Regions from separate parts of the Pan troglodytes genome. Here region 2 is linked to region 1. A link is a contact called in public HiChIP or PLAC-seq data. All regions are on one chromosome and are shown on one strand. The core of a region is the stretch at or near the end of the contact, and the rest is flanking DNA. Distances in the headings are between cores, read along the strand shown.

What was found. HiChIP or PLAC-seq counts read pairs in DNA pulled down with a chosen protein or histone mark.
Region 2: an H3K4me3 HiChIP or PLAC-seq map of stem cell-derived excitatory neurons shows a contact between it and region 1, with 5 times the contacts expected there. The contact joins the promoter of ASAP2 here to the promoter of CPSF3 in region 1. A contact is called at or near these places in 1 of 7 Hi-C or Micro-C datasets (stem cell-derived neural progenitor cells) and 1 of 1 datasets of contacts at active chromatin or transcription factors (stem cell-derived excitatory neurons).

Annotation. Positions count from the first base shown.
Region 1 is chr12:113,452,537-113,455,386 of NHGRI_mPanTro3-v2.0_pri, forward strand. CPSF3 (cleavage and polyadenylation specific factor 3) reads right to left here and starts at 1,285. Exons shown (of 18, transcript NM_001246367.1): 1 at 1,118-1,285. The coding sequence starts at 1,167. It overlaps ITGB1BP1 (integrin subunit beta 1 binding protein 1), which reads left to right and starts at 1,429. Exons shown (of 6, transcript XM_063790130.1): 1 at 1,429-1,568.
Region 2 is chr12:113,670,254-113,673,316 of NHGRI_mPanTro3-v2.0_pri, forward strand. It overlaps ASAP2 (ArfGAP with SH3 domain, ankyrin repeat and PH domain 2), which reads right to left and starts at 1,479. Exons shown (of 27, transcript XM_016946784.3): 1 at 1,058-1,479. The coding sequence starts at 1,183. LOC134807948 (a long non-coding RNA gene) reads left to right here and starts at 1,703. Exons shown (of 2, transcript XR_010149634.1): 1 at 1,703-2,064; 2 at 2,430-2,512.

The sequences.
Region 1 (2,850 bases), core at 35-2,534:
TCTTCAAGTTTTATCTTATTTCCATATGAGAAAACGGGTTCAGTGAGATTGTTGTCCTACTAATTGGTCAAGTAGATAATGGACTTCAGGTCTGACTTCAAAGTAATGGTCTCCTATTATTCCAAAGTATCTCTCCAATATTTCCCACTGTGCACTGTAATTCTCTCCAAAAGGGCGAGAGCAATTAACTGGGCCCTCTGTTGCGTCTATATCCCCACGTGTGGTGCTTGACACTTGCTCAGTGTTTGCTCATTACAGGAAGACATGACAGGTGTGAACTAAGCAGAAGGAAACGGACTATGTCCCAAGCAGGTGCTCAATGAAGCCTTACTGAATGAATGTGTAAAGGAGATACTTTCTACCTTTTGGAATGCGTATATTCATGTTGTGCCAACTAATATCTAACAATAAACATGTTGTGGGTTCGAAATGCTCATCTGTAGGAATTCAAGTTCTCTACATTTGCATCTCCCCTTCAGCAGCATTCCCGACTGATGAGGATCGTGTCCACTGAAAGGCCACTCTCCTTATGGACAGTCGAGGGCTGAGTTTTTGTCCCTAACACCTCTGCACTTTCTCCTCTCCAGCTTTACACCTTCCTTATTCTACTAGGGCCTGAGCTGAGAAGATCGAAACTCACGGCAAGTCCCTAATATTTTCTAACTTCTGGCACATGTGAAGCCCTGGTGTTAAGAAACAGACTTAATTCTTCCCTGCACCGCTGTAGCCTCATTCAGGTCTCCTCTCATCCTGTCGGTCATAAGCTTCACCGGCTCCCTCACAGCTTGCCCTGACGCGCAGAGATCCGTGCTTGTGCTAAGTGAAAACGCTTCTTGTACGAAAGCGAGCGGTGGCCCCGTAAAACTTTTTTTTCCGACTCCAACATACCCTCCCTTGAAACTGAAAAAAGCCAAATCCCGTTCACTCTATAGCAGGCCCCTTCCGATCAACGGTCCTCCAACCCCTCGAGCCTGAGAAGCCTGGCCCGCAAGCGCGGACCAAAGGCAGTCTGCCGGGGTAGGTGGGAGCGCGGGCGACGGAGGAGGCCAAAGTCTCCGGTTACCCCTCGCGCCCCTCACAGCCCGTGGCTTCATTCCCTCTCTTGCTGGTCCCTTACAGGGGTCGGATCAGCAGCTGGTCGCTCTCCTCAGCAGGAATCGCAGACATCCCGAAAGTGTGAGGGCGAAGCGGGAGTGAGGAACAGGTCGCCGGGGTCTTCCTAAATTGGAAGCACAGCCACCGGTAAATAAAGAAGGAAGAACCCCATTCACCAAGAGCACAACTTCCGTCACTCCGGAGCCCGCGGCACTAGACTCCTCCCCTCGACTTCCGGTCGGGGGACGCCGCTCGCGAGCCTTCCCACCACTTGGGGTCCTGGAACCGGGGGCGGCACGTCAGGACTGCGCCTGCGCATAGTCTTGGAGGCGCGGCCCGGCGGACGTGGGCAGGAGGGCTGGAAAAACCGGCGCTGGAGCGGGAACGGGAGTAGCTGCCTGGGCGCCGAAGGCCGCGGCACTCCCACGCGGACCCCGAAGTCCGCAACCCGGGGATGGGCCCGCGGCTGCGAGGTGAGCGCCCAGCCCTCGTCCCGCTTGGGGCCGAGCTCGCGGAGGCCTGACGGGAACACGGCCCCGAGAGCGGTGCGGACGGCCAGGAAGGATGGGTGGGGCCGCGGGGCGGGCGGAGGAGGGATGCCTGGGCTCGGGCTTGGTTCCGGGCGGGGCCGCGCTCCCGGGGCGCGGGTGGAGGAGCTTGGAACCGCAGATCGGGCGTGGGCTTGCGGACTGCAGCTTCCCGAGCCGCTGTCGCCCCGGAGGGGCGGCAAGGCGGGCGGCGCGGGCCGTTTCCTTGCCTCTTCCTCTGCCCCGCTTCGGCCGCCTCCCGCCTCTCAGGGTCGGGGTTGTCTGTCCCCTTCGCTGTCACATCCTCCGCACCCAGCGCTTGGAAGGTGCTCCATCACGGTGACAGACAGGTGCCAAGCAGGCTGGCGTCTGGGAGGAACTTCAGAGCCGGCTCTCCCTAGGCCCCGAGCTTGGCCGCATCCGTCCTTACTCTGGTGACCCTGGGCAGGTCACTGACTCTTCGGGCGCTTTGGCATCCTCGTTTGAAAGGGGCTGTTATCCTGCAGCCTTGCTGGTCGGTGAGGGTGAGGGTGAGAGGGATCTGTGCACCTAGCACCGTGCATGGCACGTGGTAGGCGTTTGGTACATGGGAATTGCTGTTGGGGTGTCACCTCCCCAGAAAGTTCTCGGCTTCAGTAAGCGCGTCCCCTGCCAGGCGCCCTGGCAATGCAGAGGAGTCACCGAGCTCCGCCTTTGACCAGCGTGCAGCTGGGAGAGTGAGATCAGAGACCACAGCAGATCGTGGCGCTGTGATCAGGGGGTACACTCAAGCTGTGGGTCCCTTACCCCAGCCTTGAGATCCCAGGAAGGCCTGCAGCCTGAAACGGGCCTTGAAAGGTAAGAAGTAGCCAAGTGCCTGAAAGGTGAAGGACGTCCCGGGCGGTGCAAAGCAGGGGCGCGTGGAGCATCGCGCTGAGAACCAGGAGCAGCTTTGCCTTGCTGAGATCAATGAACTGTGCCCGGGTTGTGGAGGATGGAAGTGGAAAGGTGATTAGGAGCTGGGTCCTGGAGGACCTGGGGTGTCGTGCTGAAGAACGTTGACTTTGGTCTCTGACTTTGGAGAACCAGTGAAAGATTTTCAGCAGGCTAGTGGCATTAGATTCATGTTTGAAAGAAATCATTTTAATCGTTTTGGCTGCAGTGTGGGGGTAGATTTAAAGTGTTAGGGAATCCAGTAGGACAAGGTCCCTTATCCACGAAATATCCTTGGGTTTGTGAATTCCTTAAA
Region 2 (3,063 bases), core at 229-2,728, 220 kb after region 1:
TAAAACTGTAACCTGACATCCTGGCCCAGAGACATTTAATCACGGATTCACTATTGCCACACGTGTGACTTGTAAACCTATTCTGAGCCGAGCAGAGTGCTAAGCACTTCACACAGTCTCTGATCCTGGAAAGGATGCATTACTAATCCCGTTTGGTGGGTAAGGAAAAGGAGGACTGCAGGTGAGGATGTGCCTCAAACCACAGCCAACGGTGGCCCCTGGACTCACAGACTCTGCCCCTTTCCCCACGGCTTTAATTTTCAACCAAGCTTCTTCGTTCCTACGTGTTCCTCTCCCCAGGACCTGGAGAGCGTACTGCTTAGCAGCTAGGCGTGATGACTTTGCACCTTGAAAGCACTTTACTAAAACCAGGCCTTTTCCAGGTTGAGGGGGAAGGGCGGCATTCCGGGTTCAAGCAGGTGAGACCCAGGTAACCGGGGAGCGGCTCCTGGAGGCTTCTTGGACCCAGAAGCGCCGACTCTCACACACCTTGCCCGCAGTTCCTTCTCCGGGCACGGGTGGAGCGCAGCCAGGCCGCCCTGGCTGAGGCGGGCACGCCTTCCCGGGCAGCCCGGGATGCCCCGGACCCGCGGACCCGAGGGTGGGGGCCCTGCGGCGCTCGGGGGCTGCGGCGGGGAGCTCGGAGCGCGGAGCTGCCCCCGCCGGTCCACTTCAAGAACAAGTTGATAAGGTCCGCACCGGGGACCAAAGACCCCGGGCGTCGGCGGGCGGCGGCGGGCAGCGGGATCCCCCGCTCGCCGCGGACCCCGACTCTGGACAAAGTTGGCCGCGCTGCGGGGAAAGGATCAGGCCGCGGAACCCCGCGAGGGCCACGAGGCCGAGAGAGGGGAGGTCTTAAAGAGGCCCAAGGTGGCCATCACCCATCTCCTCCGAGCCACCTAGGCGGGAACAAAGGGCTTCTGTCTCGGGCAGGGTTGGCCCGGCCGCGTCCGGCTTCGGAGCAAAGAAAGTTTTCTCGGGATGCGGATGCGGGAGCGGCGGGCGGGGCTGGGGCGCGGGATACCTGCGGCCGGAGCCGCCGCGCAGGCCGCCTCACCTCCTCGATGGCCGCCACAGTGTTCCGGCACTGCGCCGTGCGGGTGGTGAAGCTGGAGGCCGTGGGCGCCTTGTAGTCCTCATGGGTCTCGGCCACGAATTCCGACACGGAGATCTGGTCCGGCATCGCCTCGGCGCGAGGGCGCTGGCGCACAGCCGCAGGGGCGCCGCCGCCTCAACTGCCGCAGCAGGCTCCGACCGCCGCTCGGACACCGCCGCTGCCGCCGCCGCCGCTCCGGCCCGCGGACAAAGGGGAGCGCCGGGCGCGGGAGCCGCGCGGGGCCTGGCGGCGGAGCAGGGGCGGCGCGCAGCCCCGCGCAGCTCGGCCGGTCCGCCCGCCTGCGCGCCGAGGGCTCCGAGTCCGCTGCCGCCGCGTCCTCTCAGAGCGAGCCCCGAGGCGGGCGCGCACAGCCGGCGGGAACTACCCGCCACCCAGCCGCGGGCCCCGACGCCTCCCGCGGAGAGGGGCGGGTCCGGGCCGGGGGCGGCGGCCGGCCGGGCGTGGGGCGGGGCGGCGGGAGGACCGGGCCGCCAATCGGCGCGCTCGCCGCTGCCGCGCCGCCGGGAAGCGGAGCCCGCAGGAAGGAAGGCGGCGCGCGCCCCGGCCCGCCGAGCCGTTCCTGGCCGCCGCGCGCCGCATTGTCTCGGCGTTCCGGGCCCCGCGCGCCGCGCCCATGCCCCGCCCCCAGCCGGCCCGAGGCCCGGACTCCGACCCGCTGCCCGCGAGGGTGCGTGTGGAGGTGCGCCCCGCCGGAGTCCGGCCTTGTGCGCGCCAACCGCCCCCCGCCCACGGCGCGGAGCACCTCTGGTCTCCCCACTTGAACGGCGGGCCGCGCCGGCCCATGAGGAAAGCGGGGTGCGGAGCTCGCCCCCTGCCGGAGGATGCGCTCCGCCGGCGGGCACCCTGCGGGGACCACAGCCGGACGCCAGAAGTGACCTGACCGTGAATGTGCGCTTTGCGTGCAGTCATTGCATCGTCGCAGGCCTAGGAGACAGATGAAGAGATGGGTGCTTATTTTATATAGGGGACACAGTGTGCCCAAGAGCACAAGATAAACGGCCGGGTGGGGATTCAAACCCATGTTCCCTGACTCAAGTGTGAGCGCTTCAGAGCGGTGAGGGGCCCCTACTAAAAGTCCCAGTCGCGTTTACTAGGCTGCCCAATGATAGGTATTCTCGGTTATAGTTTTAGGGTACTAGGCCAGGACCCACCCTGGGAAGGCTACTGAACGCCCTGAAGTGGTATTCCCGCAGGCAGAGGAGGGAACCGAGGGGGTGCAGGAGGAGGGGGAGAACGTGCTACAGCAGCCAGTCAACCTCACACAAAACCGGGCCAGTAAAGGGTTCGAACTGGTACCGATTTTTATTTACAGCTCTTAAGGAAATTCTCGGTTATATTGAAAAATCCAGAAGCTCTGAAGATACCAGTCAAATAAAATCACACCCTATAACTCTACACCAGACTTGTGGCATGGTTTCTGTAGCTGCCAGCGGTAAAACCAAGAGAAACTTTACAAAAACCGTTTGTGCATCTGAAAAGGAGGAAGTGTGAGAGACATTGGAAATTCAATATGTCAGACAAAGCCGTCTCCTGACACTGCAGGACAGTAGACCAGTCAAACAATCTTTTTAAAGCCCCCATGTAAGAAGTTGCTATATGAGGTGGCAGCTTGGGTCAGACATTATGTATGGCCTTTGGTATTTTAGTAGCACTGCATGTAAAATTTAACTTTCTAAAATCGCTGTATTCGTGGATAGCTTTTATCATTGCACTAGACAAGTTACAATTTAAAAATTGTGTCTGTTTCTTTTTATGTTTTTTGATCCTTTTGGTGTCTGAAGTTTTCCTCTCTTTGCAACCTTCTACAATTCATGTTTTGTGTTTATTATTTATATTAATACAACCTCTCCAACACCAGGCAGATTCTGTTCCCTCCTACCTAGTTTCCCAGCTACAGTTTTTGACATGAGGGAATATGCTGAATCACTTTTCAAGTCTTGATTTGT